Regions from separate parts of the Sus scrofa genome. Here all the other regions are linked to region 1. Evidence: chromatin contacts called from public HiChIP or PLAC-seq data. All regions are on one chromosome and are shown on one strand. The core of a region is the stretch at or near the end of the contact, and the rest is flanking DNA. Distances in the headings are between cores, read along the strand shown.

Region 1 (3,215 bases), core at 214-2,713:
TGTGCTTTCAACCTCTATCACATTCAATCATTTACATGTTTATTACACTTACTGCTTATGGATTGTCCAGGTGTGAACTCCATGAGAGCGAGGCTTCATTTTTTATTTGTTTCGTCTTATTTTGGTTAGATTTGTTCACTGTTGCACATAATAGGCTTTCCATAAATATTCTTGAGGGATGGAATTGAATGAATTAGAGCCTCATGATTGCCTTGCACCTTGGTTTTAAGATCCTGATTTGATGGGCAGCTACACCAAACAAATAAACCACACGATGTCACAGGATGGGCTGTCATGGAGATTCACAGATGCTAGAAAACGATTGAAGAGTGGTGCTTTGAGCATTTCAACTGTCATCCTTTTCTTTTTAAAGTCGTAGCAAGGATGCGAATATTCATTCCATTACTCTCTACAATGTTTGTACGTATGAGAGATTTCATTTTTTATGTCTTTTTAGGGCTGCACCTGTGCGATCTGGAGGTTCCTGGGTTAGGGGTCGAATCGGAGCTGCAGCTGTCAGCCTACAGCACAGCCACAGCAACACCAGAGCCAAGTCGCATCTGCCACCTACACCACAGGTCATGGCAATGCTGGATCCTTAACCCACTGAGTGAGGCCAGGGATGGAACCTGCGTCCTCATGGATTCCAGTCGGATTTGTTATTGCTGAGCTACAACAGGAACGCCAAGATTTTACATTTTTAAAAAAATGAACAGATATTCAGAAAGTTATCCATGACCGGGAAGCAGGGGCGGAGCACAGAGGTCCCCGGTCCTGAGCTCCAACAGCTCCATACGAACAGTGAGACAACACAGCAGTTTCCAGATCAAAACACAACAAGGATGGAACATGCGAGGAAGCCAGTCCAGGATTCGTGGGCAGACGAGCCAGACCAGCACTCAGTGACCCAGAAGTTCAGGGGGCACTGAGACGGCTGCGGTCAGAGGGGTTGGGGGACCCTCTCAGAGACAGAGGGCTGAGCTCGGCTCTGAAGAGCCAAGAGACAGAGAAAGACTTCATGGAGAACAGGTGCTGTCACAAAGGCGCTCATGGAATTGCTCGTTCTGAATAACTCACAACGTCTTTTCTGTCTCAAGGATTCTATAGTTTCATGTGCCGAAATCACCAATTCATTCGACATCAGGCTTTGGATATGCTGAAATCTTAAAACCATGTGGCCCTATGTGTTCCCTCAAAGAACTCAGAGTCGAATATGGGAGTTGGACATTAGTTCCCTTAATTACCTTGAGAAGGAAACAGAGGCGAGATGAGGACACGGAGGCTGCACCCCGGGGATGGGTTCCCAGGTGAACAAGAGCACCAGGCTCGGGGACCCCTCACGCTTTGACACGCCTCTGAGCCACTCTTGTTAAGACCCTGGTTCTCATCCGGCAGAGTCTGGGGCGGAGTCTGAGAATCTGCACTTCCCATTAGCGTCCAGGTGAGGGCGATGCTGCCACTGATCTGAGGACCAGCACAGGGCTCTAGATCCAGACCAGCTCAGACGGCTGACCAGGCCGTTCAGCAGGGTGCGTGGACCACATTTAGATCAATCATCCTGGACTCTCTAGACAGGCGCTTCCCCAACCTGGCTGCACATCAGTCACGTGGGCAACTTACTAATGCCAACAATCTGATTCCACAGGGATGCGGTCTGGGATTTTGCCTTTTTTTTTTTTTTGCCAGTTGCTCAGGGAGTCTGGTGCACAGACTCTCCTGAAACCGACTGCTCACACCTGACTTTCGGGAGACCCGGGGGGGACCAGCTCTCTCTGTCTGGTCTCTTTCTCTAACTCTCTAGCTCCCCCTGCTGGGTCCATCCTGTCTGTCATAACGACCTGGAAGCTTCCCTCCATTCACAACTGGACACATGCCCAAGAAAGTCTCTGGGGTATGATTTGAAGCGTATGAGGAAGGCTGGCCCCTGACCCCAAAGAAGATATGTTCCCCACTTTAGCTGCTCTCCATGCCTTAAATTTCTCAGGCTGCAATACAATCCCAAGATCTTGGGGCCAGCATCCTACTCATCTCTGTATCGTGGGGCTCAGGAAAGGGTACTGAAGGCAGACCGAGCAAGCGGCAGTAAAATTTAAAGGAAAACTTTGAACTAAGCTTTGCCCTCTTTTCTGTTTTTATCAAAGGAGGACATCTGGAGAAGAGCAATGTAAATGACTTTCCGCCTGTGGCTTTCTCCTGGGACACAGAGTGGCCACACCAGAGCCCTGTGTGCCTGGGACAAAGACGTGGTAGAAACGGGGGGAGAAGGAAAAGAGGTGGGGCCTCTGCAGAGCACGTGCTGTTAGCCAAGTGCTCGGCATCACAACTCAGGATCGAAAGCTGCTCGCTCATCAGAATCTACTGGAGAATTCACTGACATTCCCTGCTCCGGGCCCCACTATAACCTGTTGAATCAAAATCTCTAGCAGGAGAACCCAGGACCTTTGCAAAACTCCCAGGTCATCCTGGTGTTTGGGAAGCACATCTTATACCCTTTAACCCTCACTGCAACCCATTTTATAGATGAGGCCACACAAGACTGAGGGACTCCCTGAAGTCACACAGCCAGTAAGTGCCAGAGCCAAAGCAAGGAGAAGGAAGTGGGGCCAGCCTTTCTGGTGGCGTTTTCACAGGACATAGAAACACTCAAAATCCTGAAAGTAGTCAGAAGTGATGACTTTCTGTTCTGAATATGCCGGCTTTTCCCTGCGACACACGGTGCGCCGGGTTCTCACTTAAGGCATGGTCATCATGGAGCTGTCACCCTACCTGCCCCTTAGTGTTAAAAAGCCAGGGACACGGATGACCTGTAAGAAAGCAGCAGCCACCAGAATCCACAGGGAATAAGCCTGGGAAGGAAAATGCTTTCTTTTTTCATAGAATAGTTAGGTTGGAATAGTCAGGGGAACCTCTCTCTCTCTCTCTCTCTCTCTCTCTCTCTCACACACACACACACACACACACACACACACACACACACACTTGCACACAGGAGTATTAAATGCCTGAACAGGCATTTAATAAAATTTTTCATGGTGCCCAAGAGGTAGGTGGAATCACTTGGGTTGAGTCATCCTGCAATAAGTTCAGCTAGTTAAATTATCAGTCCTAAGGAACGTGGAAAGGAAAGCCAGGAAGTCAGATTTTCAGATGGAACAAAATCAATGCATTGGATCCCAGAATGAAAGCACCAAAGGACTCTGACAGGTGTAAATCCA
Region 2 (3,215 bases), core at 183-2,682, 230 kb after region 1:
TAAGGTTCTAGAATTCTTCGCGCTTATGCTATTGCCATGGGAAAATGTCTTAATGTTTGGACGACGCTTTAGAAGTTGGGGAAATATTAAGTATCAAATTGTGAAAACTGGAGTTCCCTTCGTGGCTCTGCGCTTAACAAACCTGACTAGGATCCACAAGGATGCGGGTTCGATCCCTGGCCTTGCTCAGTGGGTTAAGGATCTGGTGTTGCCGTGAGCTGTGGTAGGTGGAAGACGGGATTCAGATCCTATGTGGCTGTGGCTGTGGTGTAGGCGGGTGGCTACAGCTCCAGTTCGACCCCTAGCCTGGGAACCTCCATATGCCATGGGTGAGGCCCTAAAAAGACAAAAAAAAAAATTGTGAAAACCATACTACTACCTGGTCCCATTTCTTCTACCACTGATCAGTTCTCTCTTCCCTTGACTGGTACACATGGGCACAAAGACACAGGGCACGGATATCAGGTGAAAAGTGAAAAGAAGCAAATCTGACGAAAGCGGTAGTGCCGGTTTTTGAGCTGGGTGTTGCAATTCATGGCTAAGTCTATTTTAGCTGGGCTGTAAACCCCTGGAACTTTCATTAGAAGTTTGAGCTATAGGTCTCATATAAATAGATATACATATATATGTACAATGAAACATACAGATGTGTACATGTATGATATATACAAATAAAACACACATGTAAATATATGTATTCTGAAGTAGCTGTTTAGATCTTGATTTTGGAAATCTGGGACATTTATTTTTATATTCAATTAGGGAACTCGATTTGTGCTCTTTTCAGATTCGCCTAAACTCATCCATCAGAGGCAATTTAAAAAGGTATTAATCCTTTGAAATATGACACTTTTACTTATTAATGCTTCACACTGTATTAACATTCCAACATCTTATCAAAATATGCCACACAGGATATTTTTTTAGAGTTAAGGAAATTGGGGCAAAGGGCAACTAAGGGCAGAAAAAATAAACTGGAACTAGGGGAGAGGTTAGTACACAGCATGCATGCTGTACAGTGTGTGTCATTCGTGGCATGTCATTTTAAAAATAAAACAGCACAGCCCACTTTTCTAAAAAATGTGTCTCCTTGATCAGGAGTCTCCATCTATTTTATTTTTTTCAGCAGTGGACCTTCTTGTCCTTCTTTCTGCTCTGTTCTTTCTGCCCTGCCTTAGGAAATAGCCCACTTGATTTTTGTCCCTTTTTTTTTTCTTTTTGGGTAGTAGGCGATCTTCCACAGAAATCGAGACAATGAAAAATCACTTGAGCTTTTTCCAACAAGTGATGACGAGGAGCATTTGAGGATTCGTTTGCCAAGTTCGTTGGAACTTCTTATGCGGGCAAAGCTCATGTTTCCACTTTGGGACTCAGAGCAAAGCCATCAGCTGGGTGGCATTCTCATAACCGTTTGACGTCAGCGCCGAGACCGCGGTATCTTTAGCTGCTCGCTGTGCAGGGTGACGCCAGCTGCAGGAGGCGTCCCCATGGAAAACAGCTCACTTGGCATATGTTTATGAAGCTACCATTTGGCAGTGGTATCAAGACCTTTCTTCTAGAAATTGCTATTCCCAGTACCCAGAGGGGACAGATCTGCAAGGGAATTTAATTTTTCCGACTCTCCCTTTTCCATGAAGATGATGGAATCTATCCTATGTAAAACCATTACTTGCAATGTGAAAACCTGGACAGCATTCCCTCTTTTTTTTTTTTTTTTTTTTGCTTTCTTCGGCTGCACCTGTGGCCGACGGACGTTCCCAGGCCAGGGGTTGAATGGGAACTGCAGCCACAGCAACACCAGATCCAAGCCATGTCTGCGAGCTCCACCCCAGCTCACGGCAACACCAGATCCTTAACCCACTGAGCGAGGCCAGGGATCGAACCCACATCCTCACGGATCCTAGTCGGGTTCATCATCCGCTGAGCCATGAAAGGAACGCCCTAGACAGCATTCTTTACATCAGTATTTTAAGGAGATGAGTTGAATCGGATAAGGTGAAAGGTAAACACCTCTGTCTAGAACTGCAAACCATTTTAGATAAAATGTGAAGTGCGCCTTATTTTCACTTAGTGCTATTTTATCTATGAAAAGAAATAATCAAATACACTAGACAGAATTGTGAGGGCACAAATGAATGCATTCGCCCACATGTCCAATCTTATACTAGCAGCAGCTGCTCCTGAGACAGTATACTGGTCATGCATTGCCACCATAATGATGTGTGACAATTTCCCGACCCACCCACCCCCAGACTCAGTGACTTAAAATGCTAATACTTTATCCTCAGAGTTCTCGTTGTGGCACAGCAGAAACAAATCCGACTAGCAACCATGAAGTTGCAGGCCTCCATCAGTGGCTTAAGGATCTGGTGTTGCCGTGAGATGGTGTAGGTCACAGACAAGGCTCGGATCTGGCGTGGCTGTGGCTGTGGTGTAGGCTGGCAGTTCTGATTCAACCCTAGCCTGGGAACCTCCATGTGCCTTGGGTTTGGTCCTAAAAAGCAAAAAAAAAAAAAACAAAAAAAAAGTATCCTCAAGTTCTCAGGTGCGTGAATTGGACAGTGTCGTTTAGGGACGAGGCTGGAGGGATGGTGGTGGCTGCCTGGTGCAGGTGGAAACATGTGATGCCCCTTAAAGTCTAGGCTCAGGACTGGTGCACTGTCATTTCTGCCCAAATCTATTGGCCGAAGCTGGTCACATGGCCAACCAAGCTCAACATTGATGGGGCAGGAAAATATATTTCTCCCACAGGGATGGAGGGAAAGGGAGTGAATATTTGTTGGGACAATTGTAAGAAGAACCACAGAGTCATTTGAACAAGCAGAGTTTAATACGAACAACTAGTAACTATAACAAGAGATTGGAATAACAAAGGATTGGCTAAAAAGAACAAAACTCGACGGAATAGAGGCAGAGCAGGGAGAAAGAGCAGTCATTACCCCTAAGACCCTCCGAGGCGGAGACCAAGGTCCAGATCCCACCCACCCCCAGGGCTGAGATCCCGACCACAGTGGGGAGACGGGCTGGCTCACTGCTGTCCACTGGCTAGCACGGAAGTCACTGCGGTGCCGTGGGACTTGCTGGAAATCTGCCCTCTGAAACTTGCGAGAAATCACCCTCTCTCTTTGTTACAGGGGAAAACGTCATAGAAGGTGTCTCACTAGAGGCTCTCTGTGACAAAACTGCCCACAGGGGGCTGCCAGGGGAAACAGCTG
Region 3 (3,215 bases), core at 295-2,794, 200 kb after region 1:
TGGGGGATGCGGCAGTTCTTGGTTCTGTTTCTGTGCCTTTTCTGAAGGCTGAGATTATTCCAAGATGAAGAGAACGTGGGCGCCTCTTGTTCCTCACCTGTGGGGGGCGCCCTCACCTCCTCTCCCTCTCCTCCGTCCCGTCGGCAGCCTCCCTCCAGGCCCAGGGCAGGGGTGGCGTTGCCTTTACTTTTTATTAATAGCTTACTCCCTGCTGTGTAAGGAAACTTTCATTCTGATGGCAAAGCCGCTTCCAGAGGGTGCAGTTGTGTCAGAAAACAGAAAAGGAGTTTCATCGCCTGTCAGTGAGCCTCTCCGATGTGTCCCCAAGAGGGTGTCCCCGCCCTGCGTCCTTGGGAACGGAAGTCCTCGCTGCTGTTGAGCAGTGGACGTCGGCTGTGACAGCGTCCCGCTTCAACCTCCGTGCACTCGGTGAACGAATGTTTACCGAGTGCCCGGCTGTGCCAGGCTCTGCTCTGGTTCTGAAAGGAAAAGCGCTTTCATAGTTTTTTTTACAGTTTACAAAATGTGTCATTTACTCTTCACAGTAGTGGGGAGAACAGGCAGTAGAGTGACGTCCCTACAGGTGATAGAGGTGTCCCTACAGGTGTTACAGGTGACCCTCCAAGTGTTACCAGTGTCCCTACAGGTGTTGGAGGCAAAGGCCGGGACGTCCCCCAGTCGAGGAGTCCAGGTAGCCCTGAGCCCTGTCTTAAGCCGGGAACTGTTTCGAGTATAAATGAGATGACAGGCCCTTGCTCTGGGCACCTCGGAAACCTCCAGAATTGTAGATCTTTATTTGGGATGTCTGCCCCTGAGGGGCCGTGATGTGTTGCGATTCCTCTAAGATGAAGAGAGAGTGTTTTGACTTTCGCAGGGAAAGCCGAGCGGGTGCTGTTGGATGGAGTCTCTTTCCCCACAGATCTCAGCACAGCCAATATGTGGCTTATAGCCAGGGGTGTGCGCAAGGGGCTCCAACGTCCTAACCCCGTGCCAGGCCGTGAGCAGCAGCAGCCTCAACAGGGAGCCCGGAGGGAGGGTGGCGAGAGCAGGAAGGTGCCCTTCTAGAAAACGTGGGGAGCGGAGAGGGAGGCGGCCTGCTGGGAAACTTAAGTACTGGGTGAGGAGGACTCGGCCCTGCTGCTCCAAACTGAGTAGGAGCCCAGGAGCAGCAGGGCCCCTGCGGGCTCTGCGGGACCCGCCCTTTGGGCCCACGGGCCCGGGGCTGCCCTGAGGATGACGGTGAACTTTATTCTGACGTGGCAGTAACCGCAGCGGTATAGGCTGCAGATGCAGAAGTAACAGCAGGGACTCAGCAGAAAACTGGTAAGCAGACCGGAGTGTATGTAACAGCTCAGGATATTTGTGTTTGGTTTCAAATCTGTGATAAGGATGCATTTTTTTTTTTTTTTCTCATTTAAGGATCTTCCAATGGTCCTTCAGCTCTGTCTCCTCCTGCATCAGCAGAGAGGTGGAATGTAAAAATAGCAGTGACAGCTGGTCCTCCTTGTCTGCCGTTTGACTTTGCTAGGCCTGCCCTTCCGTGTCCCTGTTGGATCCTGGGCTTGCAGGTCACCGTTGTCAGCACTGAGCAGCGCTGGCCGGGCAGAGTCCTCCCGGGGCGGCTTCCCCAGCTCTGGTTTTGCATCCCGCCTGTCGACGGGCGCCTTTAAATCCTAACAACCGAATTAATTTCACAGTGGATTCCGTCTCGGGGAATATTCCACATCCAGTGAACCTGCTGACGGGTGCTGTCATCCTGTCACAGGTGATCAGGGCGACGTCGTGCCAGGGACCCGTGCAGCTTGGCCGCTCTGCTCGCCCTCAGGCTTCCTGCCCAGGTCCTCTTGCCCAGTGGCCACACGCTTAGGTTTCTCACCCGTGAGCCCGAGGACGCCCCGGGCCTGCTGGGAGGGGTGTGGAGCTCCTGCCCTGGCCCCAGCGTGGCGAGCGGGCTCCGTAGCGGACTGTCACCACCCTCGCTGCGAGCCAGGCGCTCGCACGCCCTTCCAGCCTCCTGTCCCGAGGGTTCGCGCTGGCCCCTCGGGGCTCCTCAGACGTGCGGGGCAGTTGATCTTGGATGCCTGTGTTTGTTCCTCTCATTTCTGCCTCGGGGATCCCGTCTTCCTCCTCCCTCCAGGCTCCACGTCTGCCTCATCTTCTGAGGCTCAGCTGTTTCCCGCTCTGCTGCGGACCCTCCTCCGAGAGCACCTTGTGGAAGTCACTTATCCCGGTCTGCTCCTGTCGATTTGGGCCCCAGTTTGTCCACTTTGACAGAAGCTGAGCCTGCTCGCAGCCTGTCTGGAGGCACGTGGCATCGTTACACTTTGTTCTGAGCATCAGGCTGATATGGGTTTCTGTTTACACAGCTTTATGTAAAGTTTGTTTTTTGAAAAACTAATTTCTAAATGTACTGCAGGTGTTACTACCAGTTTATATAAACTTTCATAGCCTCCAAAGAGCTGGCAAAATGGGGAGCTGGTTGTCTCAGGAGTTTAAAAGAAGTTACGAATCTAATGCCAAGGTTTCTGGTTGTATAGGATGCAATATTTTCCATTTTTAGAAATGCTGTTTTTGCAGTAATTATCAGGGGAATGCATGGCTACCTGTGACAGTTTTGTTAGTTTGGATGTGCCTTAGACTGCGCTTTCCGGAACCAAGGACAGTGGCCTGATCACCTTTGTATTCCTGATGCAGTCAGTAAATTAATGTCTAGTAATAAATTTTTACATTCACCCCCACACACACACCATTTGTTCCCTCTCCAACCCGTCTCTTTAATTACTGCTTCCAGACTGATGGAGGGCCCTGCAGCTTTAGCAGTTCAAGTCTGTGAACACTGTCAGAGGTGATTACAGTTAGAGCAAATATAGTTTAGAAGAAGGTCTGGTTTTCTCACACCCAAAGTATTACCCCAGCATGAAAGAAATAAAACTTTTATTATTATCCAGGAAAATGCTATTTATTGCATTGTTTTTGTTTTGATTTTTTTTGCTGTCCCTTTGCATTGTTTTAAAATTACTAAGTTAAATTTTTGTATCTTCTTTTTTCCAGCCATCAAAAATAAGGATAAATTTAGAAGATAATGTACAATATGTGTCCATGAGAAGTAAGTTGACTTCTGAAGAGGTTTTAGGTTTTGTAGCTGGAACTTCGTGTGATATAAAGGATTTATTTTAAATGTACACATGTTGATGAGTAACTTAAATAAGATGTAT
Region 4 (3,215 bases), core at 525-3,024, 130 kb after region 1:
AGAACTTTCCACAGGATTCTCCCTCTCTTTCCTCTACTTCCTAATAACGCACAAGTTGCAACCCTTCCAATGACCACTTCCATATGCAAAACTCCTCTTACCTCGCACTTCTAGGTGAAGTTCCTTTTTTTTTTTTTTTAGGGCCACACCCACGGCACATGGAGGTTCCCTGGCTACAGGTCGAATCAGAGCTGTAGCTGCCAGCCTACACCACAGCCGCAACAACACTAAATCCGAGCCACGTCTGCGACCTACACCACAGCTCACAGCAATGCCAGATCCTTAACCCACCGGGCGGGGCCAGGGATCGAACCCGCAACCTCATGGTGCCTAGTCGGATTCGTTTCTGCTGTACCACAGCGGAAACTCCAAAGCAAGAAATTCTTTTTACAAAGAATGTGAAGGGCTTCGGGGCCTCGTATCAAGATGGTCCTCAGGCCTGGCTCATCCAAGTTCTCCAACGAAGTGAAATTCTCCTCCTTGTCCGAGCTCATTTTTTTCTGGCCATCCCAAGACTTTCCTCTCCTGCTTGGCCTCCTCCCGGCACTGACCGTGCTGGAAACTCTCCCTGGGATAGGGCCAGTTGTTGGGTTTGTTCGTATAAAAGACATCAGCATATCACACCAGGATTTCTGTCCCTTCCATCAAACACCAAATAAATGCAGGCACAAATACTGCAGACTCCGTTCCTAGCTTCTGTTTACAGGAAAGCAGCTGAGTCGTGGAGAAGCTGGGACGCTGGCCCTGGGTTTTCAGCCCAGCCCCTCACTCACCCGGTGCTGTGTGACCTTGTGTGACCTTGGGCAGCTCCAGTCCCCTCCCCCACAAACGGAGCTAACAAGGCTTTACTTCAAAGGGGCCTGGGGAGCTTTACAGGAGATAATGGACAACAAAGGTATTGAGCGCAGGGATCCCTTTTTTTTTTTTTTTGAGGACTAGTCAGGCTGATCTCTTTCCCGGTCACAGCGCTAGGCTCTCACCCGTGTCCTGCTATTTGCCGACACTGATGTCCCCTCCCCTCTCCTCCCCCACCGCTACTCCCAGTGGCGCTCAAACATTGCAAAACGGAACATCTGGGAGGTATGGCACCTCCCGGGGGCCAGGTTCCCGGTCTGCCTTTGCCTCCCACTGGCTCCGAGGCATCGTTCATCCTGTCCCTGCACCCTGGCTGGGTGCTGAGCTCACATCCACTGGGCACAGCGGCGGCTTCACGTCCCAGAGCCTGTTTGCCCAGCAAAAGGAGGATAATAATCCCCCCTGGCAGAAGGCTGCTGGGAGGCTCCCGTGATACCAGGACCCTAGAGCACCGTTTTCCCCACCTGCCCCAGAGTCGGGGCTCCAGAAAGGCAGCTTCATGGTGGTGGCCCCGTGATGGACGTGACTACGAAGGAGCCCTGAGAACACGAAGACCCCTCCCCGCTGCGGGCGAGCAGCGGCTCCCCACGCTGGGAAGATGTGCAAACGCCTCTCCCCCCGCACATCCAAAGAAGCTGCAGCGAATGTTCCACTGGCCACGAAACAATGCGTCTGATTCTGAGCCCGTTGGATGGAAAAGGCAGCGAGCCTGCTTAGGTATGATTCATCACTGTCTGCCGCAGTAATTAGAAGCATTTTGCTGGGTTCTAGGTCAGAATGACCCAGTTACTGCACTATTTCTTGTTTCCCCCACTGCTCAGAAACCAAAGGCTCAGGAAAAGCCAGCTCCTTGGCGGCGGCTGCTCAGAGGCGGGACATTGACAGCTCTGCCCTTCAGAGGCCAGTCCCCCCCTCCCCAGAGAGCCATCAATGTGCCAAGTCTTTCATTTGACTAGACACGAGTATAACGTGGACGGGTGCCCTAGCCTGGAACTCAAGAAACCTATCCTGTCCACCTGTTTCCCAAGCTCCTGGAACGAAAGAACAACCATCAGAGTAAACACTCTCATTAAAGGCTCCCACAGGCAGGAAGAAAAAAGGAAAATCCATGACCCCAAGTGTCTGCTGGCTGCTAAACTCTCCAGGAATGAAGGAACCCCTCCCGCTTCATTCTGCCTAAGGTTGACTCATTAACAGGAGCGCTTCTTACGTATGTCAAATGACATGTTTAAATGACAAATAGCAGGAAATAATGACAGAAAACAGAGAAATATACGTAAGGCTAGAAAGTTACATTACTCACTTCCTTAGTACCTACAATAGGTGCAGTATTTTATTTTATTTTATTTTGTCTTTTTGTCTTTTTAGGACCACCCCCGTGGCATATGGAAGTTCCCAGGCTATGGTTCGAATTGGAGCTTCAGCTGCCTGCCTACACCACAGCCACAGCAGTGCCCGAGCCAGGACTCGGACCTACACCACAGCTCACGGCAATGCCAGATCCTTAACCCACTGAGAGAGGCCAGGGATGGAACCCTCAATCTCATGGTTCCTAATCAGATTCATTTCTGCCACACCACGATGGGAGCTTCCAGATGCAGTATTTTAAATGCAGAGAGAAAAAAAGACTGGAAGGAAACACACTGAAATGTTAACAGTGGATGTTTGTGGAAATGAAACTATGGACACTTTTCTCTTCATCCGATTTCTAATTCTCTATATTCTATTTTTCTGTATTTTCTAATGTTTTAAAATGCGGTTTGTATAAATAATTGGGGGTTGTTATACTCATGAAATTCCATCAAGCCTGAAGCCTTTTCAAGACAGCATGATATGGAAAAGATGAGAGGACCTGGGAGTTCCCGTCGTGGCTCAGCAAAAATGAATCCAACCAGTACCCATGATGATGCAGGTTCGATCCCTGGCCCGCTCAGTGGGTTAAGGATCTGGCGTTGCCGTGAGCTGTGGTGTAGGTCCGAGTCCTGGCTCGGGCACTGCTGTGGCTGTGGTGTAGGCAGGCAGCTGAAGCTCCAATTCGAACCATAGCCTGGGAACTTCCATATGCCACGGGGGTGGTCCTAAAAAGACAAAAAAAAAAAAAAGACTCATGACACAAGGAAAAGCCACCTGCCCACTGCCAGGGTAAGGACCAAGACCATCCCAGCATCCCTGGACCTCTCCCCACCCTCTGCCACCTTATGGGCTTCTCAATCGCCCCCATGCCCAGGTAACCGGTACCCTACATTTTATGTTTCTCATTCCCTTGCTTTTCTTTATAATTTTAACACAACTCTTACCTTATTTAACTTCACGTTAACCTAAAATTTGACACAGAATTACCTTGGCTTTTTTTTTTTTTT

The links. HiChIP or PLAC-seq counts read pairs in DNA pulled down with a chosen protein or histone mark.
Region 2: a contact with region 1 is called in an H3K27ac HiChIP or PLAC-seq map of skeletal muscle. The contact joins two enhancer-like sites. A contact is called at or near these places in 2 of 47 Hi-C or Micro-C datasets (heart right ventricle and retroperitoneal adipose tissue) and 1 of 2 datasets of contacts at active chromatin or transcription factors (skeletal muscle).
Region 3: an H3K27ac HiChIP or PLAC-seq map of skeletal muscle shows a contact between it and region 1. The contact joins two enhancer-like sites. A contact is called at or near these places in 4 of 47 Hi-C or Micro-C datasets (fetal heart ventricle, mesenteric adipose tissue, skeletal muscle and 1 more) and 1 of 2 datasets of contacts at active chromatin or transcription factors (skeletal muscle).
Region 4: a contact with region 1 is called in an H3K27ac HiChIP or PLAC-seq map of skeletal muscle. The contact joins two enhancer-like sites. A contact is called at or near these places in 2 of 47 Hi-C or Micro-C datasets (fetal heart ventricle and skeletal muscle) and 1 of 2 datasets of contacts at active chromatin or transcription factors (skeletal muscle).

Annotation. Positions count from the first base shown.
Region 1 is chr3:125,058,063-125,061,277 of Sscrofa11.1, forward strand. It overlaps a transcript of LPIN1 not described here. Among named protein-coding and RNA genes, the nearest start is that of NTSR2, 22 kb to the right of the region's middle. Within about 2 kb of position 1,464, at least 9 of the 83 cell types and tissues checked have an H3K27ac peak or open chromatin away from gene starts, as enhancers often do. A contact at or near this core is called in skeletal muscle, where this site is marked.
Region 2 is chr3:125,284,314-125,287,528 of Sscrofa11.1, forward strand. No RefSeq gene overlaps it. Among named protein-coding and RNA genes, the nearest start is that of E2F6, 38 kb to the left of the region's middle. Within about 2 kb of position 1,433, at least 12 of the 83 cell types and tissues checked have an H3K27ac peak or open chromatin away from gene starts, as enhancers often do. A contact at or near this core is called in skeletal muscle, where this site is marked.
Region 3 is chr3:125,254,082-125,257,296 of Sscrofa11.1, forward strand. E2F6 (transcription factor E2F6) reads left to right here. Exons shown (of 8, transcript XR_002342859.1): 2 at 3,052-3,106. Among named protein-coding and RNA genes, the nearest start is that of E2F6, 7.5 kb to the left of the region's middle. Within about 2 kb of position 1,545, at least 11 of the 83 cell types and tissues checked have an H3K27ac peak or open chromatin away from gene starts, as enhancers often do. A contact at or near this core is called in skeletal muscle, where this site is marked.
Region 4 is chr3:125,189,812-125,193,026 of Sscrofa11.1, forward strand. The region is part of intron 1 of GREB1 (protein GREB1); the gene reads right to left. Among named protein-coding and RNA genes, the nearest start is that of GREB1, 43 kb to the right of the region's middle. Within about 2 kb of position 1,775, at least 15 of the 83 cell types and tissues checked have an H3K27ac peak or open chromatin away from gene starts, as enhancers often do. A contact at or near this core is called in skeletal muscle, where this site is marked.